Linked DNA regions of Mus musculus: region 2 is linked to region 1. The links are chromatin contacts, called in public HiChIP or PLAC-seq maps. All regions are on one chromosome and are shown on one strand. Each heading gives the region's core, a stretch centred on a gene start, on an enhancer-like site or on the middle of the called end of the contact. The rest is flanking DNA. Distances are from core to core; before and after follow the strand shown.

Evidence for each region. HiChIP or PLAC-seq counts read pairs in DNA pulled down with a chosen protein or histone mark.
Region 2: a contact with region 1 is called in an H3K4me3 HiChIP or PLAC-seq map of embryonic stem cells, with 5 read pairs. The contact joins the promoter of Tagln3 here to the promoter of Naa50 in region 1. A contact is called at or near these places in 1 of 39 promoter capture datasets (liver) and 2 of 115 datasets of contacts at active chromatin or transcription factors (embryonic stem cells and large pre-B cells).

What each region holds. Positions count from the first base shown.
Region 1 is chr16:44,137,134-44,143,612 of GRCm38.p6, forward strand. It overlaps Naa50 (N(alpha)-acetyltransferase 50, NatE catalytic subunit), which reads left to right and starts at 2,658. Exons shown (of 5, transcript NM_001347239.1): 1 at 2,658-2,978. The coding sequence starts at 2,971. Atp6v1a (ATPase, H+ transporting, lysosomal V1 subunit A) reads right to left here and starts at 2,126. Exons shown (of 15, transcript NM_007508.6): 1 at 1,829-2,126.
Region 2 is chr16:45,719,495-45,726,509 of GRCm38.p6, forward strand. Tagln3 (transgelin 3) reads right to left here and starts at 5,037. Exons shown (of 4, transcript NM_019754.3): 1 at 4,633-5,037; 2 at 3,429-3,603. The coding sequence starts at 4,812.

The DNA of each region.
Region 1 (6,479 bases), core at 1,408-3,907:
TTATATAAACAGATCAATTCCTATTGTCTAGTCTGGATCACAAGCACAAACGGTAATGTGGGCAATGCAAAATCACTTGGGCAATATTGTAGTAAAAAGTATCAAATAGGCCAGTCTTTCTTTTTTGTTTTTTGTTTGTTTGTTTGTTTTGGTTTTTTGAGACAGGGTTTCTCTATATAGCTCTGGCTGTCCAGAAACTCACTTTGTAGACCAGGCTGGCCTCGAACTCAGAAATCCGCCTGCCTCTGCCTCCCGAGTGCTGGGATTAAAGGCATGCACCACTACGACTGGCTTAGGCCAGTCTTTTTATCTTGTTAAATCGTTATGAGTTTAAGGTTTTAGCTTTTAGCTCTCAAAAATAAGAAAATCTGGAAAGGGGGGGGGGGGAGCACCAATCAATGTAAGATAATCATTCCATCTTTTTCCTATTTTTTTTTCTTTCTAGTATGAGGGTTGGACCCAGTACACCAAGCTTACATGGAAGCAAGAACCATATCCCCGAGCCCCCAGCAGAGTTTAAAACAGATTCCTCAATTACATTGCAGAGAACTAAGATTTAACTGAAAATCTTATTTCCCCTAAGAAAATGTATCATTTGGGTTATAAAAGTCAAATCTGTGATTTTGTAAGGCCTTCGGCTTCAAAACAAGGAACGTTCTAAGTTTGTAGCACAAATAAAAGAGTTTAGCCCCAAACTGAAGAACATTCCTTCAGTCAAGTACATTGTTTGAGGTTTAAACATTGGCTACTACGGTGCACATAAAATGGAGTACAAAGGGTTGGGTAACCCTAGGCAAAACCATTTCTGTATTTTCACAAAATATTATGCACTCTCAAGTCTGAGAAGGGTCACTTGAATTTTTTAACAAATGCAAAAGCGAATTAAGAGCACAAGCATTACTTCACAAATTTTAAACTGACTGGGAAGGGCAATTATGTAGGACTTAAAAGAAATGTCAAAAAGGAATGACCCACAGGCAGAAAACATGAAGTCAGTAATGTCTAGACTCGATCTTCTAGTCTTTAAACTATACACACATGGATTTGGATTAATGATGTTTTCAGCCTGATCAGTTTCCGTAAAATTACTTCCCCTTCGGGAAAACCTCGTCACTTTCCCATAAGCTAGTCTGGGTCTCCAGCCCAACAAGGCAACACCACCTTTCATCACCTTCCCAACCAACCGAGACTGTCGCATTACCAACACCCTGTTCTGAGGAGAGTACAACCACCTTCTCTCCGAAAAAAAAGGTGTAAGGCCCGCTCTTACCCTTCCAGTCTCATCTGAAGACTCCCTGAACCTCTGCAAGGATGTCGGCAAACCCTTAGGATCACTGAGAACGCACATTTGTGGGGAAAGCCCTTCAGTGTGACTCTGCAGTGAGGGCCATCTCAGTGACATCCCCTCCCAAGCCTGTCTCACCGGAGACGCCTCTGCCTCCCGGGGTTTTCCTACCATCCGGATCACCCGGGCCATGGCCTTTCCCAAGGAAGGAGTTTAGGGGAATGGGATCCGTCGGTTGTTGCAGACCCCCAAGAAATAGCTAACACAATCCTACCACCTGAATCAGCCCCAAAGGCTCCAAATAGGGAACCATAATGGCCGTACTCGCTCTCAACCCAGGGAAAAGGTGGGCATCATAATCCCTAGTCAATGGACCACGGTGATGGTGAAGGGCCAGGGGTCTAGCAGAAATGAGCTCCTCGCCCGTGCAGGAGGACAACGGAAAGGGAGCCCCAAGCATCCGCAGGCCGCGATTCACACACCCTATCTGCTCTCACCCTGTCAATCGTCCCCACCAGCCACGAGTTACCTGTCGCACCTCACCTGCCCGGGCTCGAAATGCAGAAAGTGTACCTAGACGGGACCCAGAGGCTCTGTCACTGAGAGAGGGGAAGTCTTCAGCTGCAGGAGGCGGGCCAGTCCTAGCTAGTCATGTGTCCTCAAGCCCCACCCCGCTTCCCCTCGCCCGTCACGCCGCGTCTCGCAGGCTTAAATCTTTGCGGACCGCCTTGGATGTGAATGGTTCCGCGACTTCAGAAAAGCGTTAGTTTCTTTTTCTTTTCTTTTTCTTTTTTTTTTTACAATGACGGGGGTTACAGAAACTACAGTACAGAAGACGAGGATGGCAAGGGTTAAAGTGCATTGCTAAGGAAGTGACGCTAAGTCACGCTCTAGGGACCGGAAATGGCCATGAGTCCCGCCTCTAAGGCCCCAGTAAAATCCTGGGCTGGAAGACGTTAAGCCTATCACGTGATTTAAAAAAAAAAAAACCCTGTGAGGTTTGCCTGCTGGAGGATCGCCAAGTTATCCGGACCCATCACTACCTTTTGAATTTAAAACACATTTACTGCAAGTTCCCATGGGCTTTCTTACATTGAGAAGAATCCGTTTTACAAAACCCTATTAGTCGGCCAGAGGGTTTGAAGGTCACTGGAGGGCTAGAAAGGAATCGGGGTGGGGGGCGGGAAAGGCTGATCCTGCTGGCTTGAAAGCGAGAGAAGGGTGGAAAGATCCGGATTTTGCCGCCGGAGCCTACCAAGCCAGATCCCCTAGAGAGTGTCGCAAAGGGTGGGAGGAGCTAGCGGGCCGTAGGCCCGGCCCCTGGAGAGCGGGGGGCGGGGAATCCTGGCGGCGCGGAGCACTGCGCCTGCGCGCGACGCGGCGGCCGCGCCGGCGCGTTGAGGGGCGGGGTGAAAGGTCACAGCGCGGCGGCGGGTCTGGCTGGCGGCAGCTGCGGGCGGGAGCCGAGTGTCCCGAGTGCACGTGTGGAGGAGCGGCGGCGGCGGCAGCGCGGCGGCAGATTTCCCCGCGTCTCCCGGAGCCTCAGGGCCTGGCTTGGCTTCTCAGCCAAAAGACCGGCGTGTGGGGTTGAGTGGTCTGAGCTCAGGGCGCGGGCGGAGAGCTCCGGGCGACGAGGACGACGGCGTTGGCGGCGGCTGTAACGACGGCCTCAGCAGACGGGGAAGATGAAAGGGTGAGGAAGGGCAGCTGGCGGGGGTGTGGGGGGGACCCCGGCGGCCGGGGCCCAGGAGAGGGGCGTGGGTCGATGGACAGGGAGAGCGCTGCGGGGAAGAGACGCGCGCGAAGCCCGGGCGGAGGGTCATGGCCGGGCTTCCCCGGTCCCGCGGCTCCCGGAGGGGGGCGGAGGCTAGGCCGGCTGTTGGCGGGCTGAAGGGCCGACGGAGGCAAGGGCGCGAGTCCACGGTTTCACGTGTGTGCACCGCCTGAGATCACGGGGAGGAGGAATGAGGCGCCCGGGGGCCTCTTCCCGGGAGCGCACCACCGAGCCACCTGAAGGTGCTCCTCCAGATCCGGGAACGGCGCTGTGGCCGCGGGCTTTGACACGTTGCGGGTTTTCTTAAGACTTGTGGGCCGTGCAGAACCTTCTGGAGGGAAAAGGAATTGGAATAAAGAGCACGGGGGATGAGTGCTAGGAGCTAGTGACTCAACGGACTTGGGTTGGGTCAGAGCGAGTGGAGGAAGGCGGGCGGTCGGGAGGGGAGGGGGAATAAACTGGAGCGGTGTAGACTTTGGGGTGCCAAAATGTTTAAGGAAGTAGCCATGGATCAGTAGGTGGAGCTATTGCTTCAGTGGTGTGTGTGTGTGTGTGTGTGTGTGTGTTGCCCCCCCCCTCCAGTGCAAGGAGGAGAGCTGCTGCTTTTGCTCTTCGTTAGCAAAGTTGAGGTTTAATCTTGCAAATCTTCCGTAACATTAGAAGTTATTTTGGTTTAACTGTTCCCGTTTGATAGGAAGTATTTCCTTTCCATTGATTTATATACTGTTACAGTATTTAGCGTCGCGAGTTTTGGAGGTTGCCTTTACTTACAGTCATTAGAAGAAAAAAAAAGAAAGCTTAAACATATTAAACGGTCTTTTCTTTCTAAGTCAGCTGAAAATTATAACTACAGTTTCAGTTAGTTGTTTATTCAACATCGTTTTATGGAGAGCGAAGTAAGTCGTTTCTCCAAACAAGCTTGTTCTGTGTAAAATGAAGGTCCCATACCTCTGAAATGATTCTGAGAAAGTTTTGATTTTAAATCTAAATAGAAAACATTTTTTCTAAACTCTGGTTTGCTTTAAATGTTAGTTTTTCATTCGGTGTTTTTTGGGTTTTATTTTTGGCATTTTTGGGGGGATGTTTGCTCCACCTGAGCCATGATCCAGGATGCTTGGTAATTTTTAAAAATATGATCCAGTTATTTTTAGGAAGTTTTATTTTTCTAGTAGAGTACGACTTTGATGCTGTCATTTTTTTCTACTCATTGCTACACACTCAGAACATACTTGTCATGTTCTGTTATAGTAAAAGCAATGAAGATAACAAGACTAAGAAATTATTCTGGATGTTTAGGTTAAAAATATTGGGTCTAGTTCAATTTCAAGTGTAGGATTAGTCTTTCTGATACTTGACAATAGAAATGGAACCACACCGTGGTGCTGTTGGCAGTCTATTGGAACTTTTATCTAGTATACTCTTGAAGCAATTCTACTTTATTAACTAACTGGAGTTCTTGGAATTGAAGCAAAGTATTCGGTGCTCTGCAAGTACTCTGCCACTGAGCTACGTCCCCAGCACTTTATTTTGAGGTAGAGTCTCACTAAGTTGCTCAGGCTGACGCTGAACTTGGCAACAATCTTCTTGCCTCCCTCAGCCCTTTGAGTTGCTAGTATTACGGGCTTGAGCCACCAGCACCAGCTGGCTCTTTGTATTTAAATAGATATTTAAGTGTAACACGATGGAGGCAGATGCCTAGAAATGCGTTACTGGGCAAACTTGGAATTGTTGAATCCATATTTTAGGCCAGTAGTTAGGCTCAAAATTAAGACTCCTTAAGTAAATTGTTTTATTTTTTTAGGGTTGAGGGCTTAGAATTGGGTTCTGGACTAAACAACTTTTAAGATGATTTCACAGGTATATTTGATTTTTCCCTAACTAACTCCCAATAAGCACGGGACTTAAAATTTTCCTTTCCTTCCTTTTAAGATACTAAAATGAGATCAGGGTATAGTGCAGTTTTACTTTGTTGTTTTGTTTTATTAAGATGTTAATGTCCTTGAGATACAGAACTTGTATAAATGTCTTCTGTATTCAGTCTCCAGACTCTTCATTGGAAAGACTCTATTCCATGAATTTTCTTTGAAGTTTTATTTGCTAAAGTTTTATTGTATATTGAGCTTACCAAACATAGTTAAATAGATGAATCTGAAGTTTAGAAAACTGAAACACCCCCTCCTATGATTTAAATTTTGGGCATTGAAACTTTTTAAGCTTACTTTTAAAAATGTTTTTATTTCATATTTTTTACTTTAGTATTCTTATTAGTAATAGCAACAGGATATCCAGTTGTAAATCATGTATTTTCCTTATCTCCATAGTAGATAATTTTGCAATTAATAACTACTGTATTTTTATGTGCATATCTAGAAAAACGAGAACTACATTATTAGACTATTTGCTCTTTCCAGTGAGGTCTTTTTTTTTTTTTTTATGGACCAAAGACTTGGCTTGAATTTGTGGTTGGTAAGCTGATTTCTTCCCCCCCCCCCCCCCCCCCCCCCCCCGGCAGGGTTTCTCTGTGTAGCCCTGGCTGTCCTGGAACTCACTCTGTAGACCAGGCTAGCCTCAAACTCAGAAATCCACCTGCCTCTGCCTCCCAAATGCTGGGATTAAAGGCGTACGCCACCAAAGCCTAGCTGATTACTTTTTATCTGTTACTCCTCTCTGGGGGTGATGATATTCAGTATGCCACAGACAGCAATGACTGGCCCTGTAATTCGTTGTCAGTGTTATAGAAAATACAACTAAATGCACTTATCCTTCAATTATAATAAAGAGGTACAAATTAGTTTTAATAAAAATGCCTTTAAATAAAATATGAATGCTAAGTGGACCAAAGTAAAGATGAAAAGGTAGGTAGGAATAATATAAATACAGAGCAAAATAAAATGCTGTTGAAACTTGGCCAACTGGGGAACATAAGATTCTATAGTTATAAATGAAGCTTTGTTGATAAATACAAAATAGTCGTTATGTATACTGGGAACAAGCCCAGGAAGTCTTCTGTGTCTTTATCTAGGTGTTTGTTACATAGAAAATAGAGAACAACATTTGTATCTGTGTCTCTTCTCAATCAGGGTGGGGCCCCAAACCTTCAGATCCATCCTTTGCCCTTACTGTTTGCTACTGAGCCTGGATACAAAGTATATCTTGTATACCATTAAAACTTTTTGAAGAAACTGAATAGCAGCAGGTCATATTTTGCTTTTTGTGTAAACCAGAAATTTGTTGTCTGTTGATTGAGATAGCAATCTATTTTTTTTTCCCTCCCTGATATGCGGTTTCTCTGTGTAGCCTTGGCTGTCCTGGAACTCACTCTGTAGACTAGGCTGGCCTTGAACTCAGAAATCTACCTGCTCCTGCCTCCCAAGTGCTGAGATTATTAAAAGTGTGTGCCACCACTGCCCAGCCAGATAA
Region 2 (7,015 bases), core at 3,787-6,286, 1.6 Mb after region 1:
AAATGGATTTTATTATCCCCATTTGATGCAGGGCAAATTCAAGGCATAGACATTTTAACTGATAAGTGATAGCTAGCACACAGGTTTGGTCCAGGCTCCCTATTTTCTGCCTTGGGAGCCTGCTCTCCACTGCACCACCCAAGATACTTGCTGCAGGTTTTCTGACCAAACCTCAGACCAGAATACCCACTTTCTCTCGTGTGGTTTCTTCCTCTTACACACATGCACATGTAAATCATTGTTGCTCCCTTTCTCCAGTTTCTCCTTTAGTATTCCTAGCCAAGATTCTGCAGGCTTGCCTGGAGTGTACTGTCCTCTGAGTCAGCTGATTCAGCCCCACCCTGCCCTTTATAGGCATCTGTGACAAATGTAAAAGAAACCTGCTGGATCACTTACTTTTTTCTCCTCATAGAGGAACATTTCTGCACTTCCCTTCCCTTCTTTTCAATGGTCCTTGCCTTTCCCCAACACCCCTACATGATGGTCACTCTGGCCCTTCCCCAATAGCCTTTTGTCTGAGTTGATCATCTGTCTCTATGATCAAGCTGTCACATGGGTTTCTTTTGGAAGAATCTTGTATCCTTATTCCCTCCAGGTCTCTTCCAAACAGTGTATTGGGTGATGGGTGCTTCTGGGGCCCTGCCTACATGAGTAATTGAAGCTCAAACGAAAAGGCATTTGGCAAACCTGGGTCCCTGCCGCTTTACTGGTCAGCAATACAGAAGCAGCTTGGAAAGGCACTGGACAACAGTGGGAAAACAGAGTCATACTTAGGAAGCGCATGCCAAGCAAAGGAAATGGGGTACTGAGAGCAGCCAAGCATAAAGTACCCGCAGAGGAGAAAGCAATGACTAGGAAAGGGGGTGGGGGCTTACAGCAACCATAGCCACCCGCCACAAATGTGGTGCAGGGAATCCCGAATTAGCAGTAGTAACTGAAATGGGAGGGCGGGATTTCATCCCCAGTCGGGGAGTAGAGTTGTAGAGAGAATGTGATGAGCTATGTAAATGGCTAGTCTGATGACTGATATCTACGTGACATAGAGTGTATGCATCCTTACACAGACCTGTCACCTAAACACACGCCAGCCCTGCTCTGTGATTACAGTTTAGTCATCCTCCAATACAAACAACTGCTGCAGGAGGGACCAGAGCCTCACATGCTCAGGCCACGATCTATGCCACCAATGCCATCTCCCACCCACTTCTCTGTGCAAAGCAACCTGCTTTCTGCTCCTACACTCCGCAGCAAACAGTTCTAGCCTGGGCTTCAGACAAAGGTCCTGGGAAACATCAAGTCTAAGCCAGCTTCTTAAATCTCAGCCTTCCACCCCCACCCCAGAGGCTTCCAGGAAGTCATTAGGACACTCATGTCTGCTTCCCTGTTCTTAGGTCTCTGGCCCATCCCTACATTTTGTTCACCTAGTGTTTTTGTGACCTGCCAATCCCAGCACCTTTAGAAAAATCCTCCTTATTTCCTTTAAAGTCCTGTCCTGCACTGGGGACGGTGCAGGGTACAGAGAAGAATGGCTTTTATCGTCTGTCTTGCTCTCTTGATCTAGAAGCATTATCATATTCAGAGAGATATCTCAGGTTGCTCCAGGCATATTTATGCATTGTAGCTTTCTTCTTCCTCCAGGAGGATCTAACACACAGGCTATGGCAGGTGTGTAGAGCTCCATAGAGTTTGCTCCTCCCTCCCACAGCTTAAAGCTCCTCTCCATGGTATTTGGGTAACCAGGAAAGGGAGCAAAGCTGGCCCTTCCGTGATGTAGATGGGAAGGCAACCTCTAGACCCCATCCCCACACACCTCAAGCATCCTGCCTCTTACATACTCCCTGCATTAGACTGTTCACCCTCTCATTTGCTCTAACACCCTATTGGTTTCCCATAGCTTTGATTCCTCCTCCTCCTCCATCCTCCTCTGCCTCCCTGGCATCAACAGTTAGTCACTGCTGTGACTCAACAGCTCATCCATGGTATAGATGAAGAACGCTGTGGCCTGTTGAGTACCCTCTTGTGCTTTAGCACTAGGACCTAGGGTGGAGTCTCAGGTCTGAGAGGTTATGAGCTCTCTGGCAGACACACATAACCAGGGGCAGGCAGGTGTCACTGTCTGTGGAATGGGGAGGTTGAAAATATTTCCTTCATAGTTCAGTGAGAAGAACTGTGTGACCCTGTCCAGAAAAGCTCTTATCTCTGGGCTGCTCGTGATGGAGAAGATCAGGGAAAAGAAACTGTTACTATCTGTGGAAAACCACCATAATTTTGACCTGGAAACCAAGCCTCAATCAGGACATCTCATGAAGAATTAGAGGAAGGTATCTATGAGGACTTAATGCAGTGGCTAGCATTTCAGATACTGGAGTTTCTGAGTAATAAATACAAGATCAATCCCCTGGCCTCTTCAGGTCAGAACTACTTACCCATTGAAGATGCATAAAACTCTCTGTGAATAGAGTCTTGAGGTAATGACCCTTAGAATACCCACACTTTGATCAAAGTTGCATTATTCCACTGTCACTGTCAGCAGAGCCATTTGGGTCACTATCTAGGAGATTCTGTTGGTTGCACTGCGATGACAGCCAGTGAGTGACAATGAGCATGTCAGTCAATCTGTCAGTTAGACAGTTAGTCTCTTTGTGCCTCAGGCAGGCCTACTCGTGGCTATATGAATTAATATGCACATTATCACTAAAAGGGACTTGAAGCCTTATGACTATTGGTCACTCAAATCCTTCAGCAATATCTTCATTCCACGTCATTTTCCCCAACAGTGGTGGATTGCTATCTATATATGTCCAGAGATAAGATCCAATCTAAGTAGCTTTGTGAGATTCTTCTCACTGAGTCAATTCACAAATGCGAGTGAAAAGTCATTTAGTAGTCTCCCTGAGCAGACTACTCATCTAGAAGATACAGTCACCATTCTCTAGATAATTGTTTAACAGAAAGATGGAGTGCTGTTTTTCTCCCTCAGATTGAATGACAGAGGAGCACCAGATGGCTTTGTCTGTAAGCCCCAGTGATGGTGAGTCAGGAGAACACTCACTCACTCCTGCCTCCTTTCTCTTCCACTAAGTGTGATTTGTGATGGAAGGCCGACTAGAGGAAAAGACATGCGTGTAGCCAGTTCCCTTCTTCTCTGTGGACACTTCCACTATCACACTTAGCCACTACTTGGCTGAGGTTCTTGCCCTAGCCTCAATATGTGTCCTTCTGTACGACAGGACCCCTACCCAGAAAGCATCACAAACAGGAAGGCCAGCACTGTCCCTGGGATGACAGCTGAGAACACACTTCCCCTCCCCCAAGCAGCACAGGGAATCCCTGTGTAAGTGGCTTTTGCAAATAGAGGACAGAGAAAAGAAGAGGTACTGGGACAAGAGTCCAGGGGAGACAGACCTAAAGCCAGGAGGGCAGTTTACCTTCCCAGAGATCCACTGTTTGAAAAATGTCAGTGGTCCTGACACCATAGACCTCGGCAGCTTTCAGGAACTGAGAGATTTGCTCCATCTGCTTAAAAGCCATCTTTGACTCTGAGATCTTGGGGATGGGTTCTTGCCCTGGTGGATATAAACTGTTTATCAGCTTGCACAGGACCTAAAAAGGGAGTGTGGGGGACAGAGGGTTAGTGTGTTTCCCTTTGCAATAAATGTCACAGGTCAGAAGTGAGTGGTGCATCTACACACACACACACACACACACACACACACACACACACACAGACACACACCCACACCACAGAAGACCCCCAGGGAGCCCATTCACAGACAATAGCTGACCACAATCTTGCAGCCAGAACCTAGTTCCCTCCTTGAAAATCCTGGATGATGAGGACATGATCTCCCATTCTTAATGGAGGATGCATTGGAGGCTCACGGGGAACCGGGAGGATTCTGATCTGCTCTCTGGGATCTGCTGTTTTCACTAACTCATCCTATCTAAGTTTGTGATGCGTCAAAGAACTGAATTGGGTCTTCTCAGAGACTCTTAGAAGCCAAGCCCTACGATGCCCAACAAATAGGTGGGATAGCAGTTATGTAACAGTAAATCACAGCTTGCCAGAAAAGATGGGCTTCTTTGACTTAGCTCAGCTGTCCTCCTGGAACCCAAACACACAGTATCTGGACAGAAAGGCACTTATCACATAAGGATTCCCTTCCTGTTCAGGGGAACTCATCTGCTCAAGAGATCCTGAGCACCTCCAAGGGATACAGCTTCCATGGAGGATGACAAGTTGGCTAGCCTGACCCCCTTCCTTTGTTTCACCGTGTAACCAGCTGGTTCCCTTGGGGGTAAGAACAGCCCAAGAAGGCTAAGGAGATCACACAGCAGCAGCGCTTAGCCCTACTCTGAATGGAAACATCAAAAGGGCTCCAGTTTTGCTTACAGCTCAGAAGGAAGCTTGAGTCTCATATAGGTGGAGAATCCTCTAAACTAGCTAGGAAATTGTGCAGAGAGCCCTCAGAATTGCAGCCAGCCCTGGAGAAATAAAGGCATGCTCATCTCTCCCGGTGAGACCCAGACCTTGGCAACAGGGGATCTCCCCGGGCCTCACATGGAAAGAAAAGGCCCTAGCAGGGTTTCCCTGCCCAGCGCCCCAACAACCAATATCCTTGCCCGCCTTACCGTCCCGTCCATCAACCATTTCTGAAAATGGGCCCTGCCCGGGGGCGGGTGCTCTATATCCTCAGCACACTGCAGGATGATCCAGTCCACCAGCTTGTTCTCCAGATCCGCGTCATACTTCTGCTCAATCTTCTCCTGCACCTCTCGGCTTAAGCCATAGCTCGGACCCCTGTTAGCCATCTCTGGAAGAGAAGAGAGGACACACGCGGCATCCACACAATAGCAGCCACAGGAGCCCCCGGGTTTCCTGAGAACCCGGCTGGGATGTGGCAGGGAGGCCGAACCCAGCAGCAGCAAAGCGGGCAGAAAGCCGGGCGTGGTTTAAAATCAAGGAGCCAATGAAGCCAATGGGGTTTCACCTACAAACGGGAAAGAAAAGCGCAGCCACGCGCCGCTCTGGACTCTAGAATAAAGCCCTGGCCAGCCCACGGGGGGCTGGAACCCCCCTTTCTCAGTCCTGCCTGTCAGGCAGACCGGATGATGTACATGGGACTCATTCGTGAGCATAAGCCCCCAGACAGACGGTGGGTGGTGGGCGATGGTTGCTTGCTTCCGCTCTCAGCAGCACTTTGCTAGAGATGCCCAGAGCAGGTAATTAACAGGCGGGAGAAAGGATGTCTCAACATTACGCCGCGGATGGTGCAGGAGATTGGAAGCAAGGCGCCCTGGATTTGATTTTCTCACGGCTAAGGAGGGTCAAACCAGGGCTGTTGCTAAGAGCGCCCCAAAACCAGCCCTCTCCTAGACAGGCCAGACCGCCTGCCTCCCGCTGGGAGCTTCTTTCTCTGCCGCACAATCCTTTCTTCTCCTCTGGGAAACCCAGCATTGTATCTGAGGCCCCACACAGCTGCCTGAGGGGACTTGGGCCTCTGGGAGGGTCCATTCTGCTAAGTGCCCATCTGCCAGGAATAGCCAAACCACTTTAACCTTGCACTGAAGGGACAGTTGTTACAGGACAGGATGGGGTCGGGATGGGGGTGACACTGGAAGCTGCAACCGTTTACTTAAGCTGTCAAGGCAGTTCCATCCAGAAACTTCCAACCCGTAGAAAACCTCTGGGCTTGGTTTGGCTCTATTCAAGGGATAAGTCTTATAAATGTTACTTTAAAATAAAATATATAAGACAAATTTTCTAATTAAACAGAAGTCTCTCCGTACCCTAAAAGTTTTGGTAGGTTGCATTCAGTGCACAGATATTCATGCAAGTAAAACGTTCATGAATATAAAATAAATATTTTAAATTAGTATTTTTTTAAAAGGTGAAAAAGTCTTAGAATCAGCAAGTAAACTGAGACTGGAACGTCAGACTGGCTCCAGGTAATAAAACACTGCTTTGCAAGGGTTTGAGGTTAGAGTTTTCAGTAATTTTAAGGGTCAGTTTGTAAATTCTGTCATCTTTAGTTACTGGGTTACATAAGTAAAAGTGACAAAGATGAAGTATCCAAAATGAATTGCTCTTTATTTTTGTTACACTTCCCAATAATTTATATTCTTGAAGATATTTGTATTCAAGTCTCTACAGAAGATAAACACTGTATAATTGTATGGTCCTGGGCTTTCTTCGCCACATTGCTTTCAGAGATGCCACAGCGGAAGTTTGAATCTGGTCCTGATGAGAATCCATATCCCAAGGATGGTGGCAAGTGCCAGCAGTAAAAAGCCAGTTATTAGGCACTTACCAACCTCACACTAATTTGCCATGCAAGGGAATTCGAATATTTTCAGGAGAAAGAAAACCACCAGATCATCACTGGATAAAAGGCAAGAGACTCACTCATCTGACTGATGTAGCTGAATTAATAGTGGTGCTACTTTACTGCAGAAGAACTCACAGGTAGGGTGGTATACAAAGGACAGAGGTAATAAAAGTTGGTCCTGCTACTGTCTGAGATCATTGGGCGACTGTTTTATAAGTCTGGCGCTCAGGAGAATCATCTAATGGGTAGAAACTTGAGTCATCTGCTTGGTAGGTAGGAGTTAAAACCATGAACCTGGGTGACGTTACTCAAGCAAGTAACATGAAAAGACCATCAAGGCCAGAACTAAAGGAAAATTAACATTACAAGTTGGGCGGGGGTGGGGGGGAGGGCGGAGGCCCTGAGGAATTCAGGCACCAAGTCCGAGCTGTTTGGGGATAAATAAATGATGCCATAAAAACAAGTTCAAACTCAAAAGTGCTTTAAAGAAAGAGATTGGAGCATCAGCAGAGGATTTCAAGGCAGTAAATTCTATCAATAATGCACAGGCAAAGCACTGTCATGGCAGGGACCGTAGGGACCAACCTCCTGGAGTAAGAGGGATGGGCTGAGTCAAGGGCTGCGAAGAGATGCTGAAGGCTACGAATGAAGACCCAGTGAGCTTCATTAATTGATGGAAGAAAGCA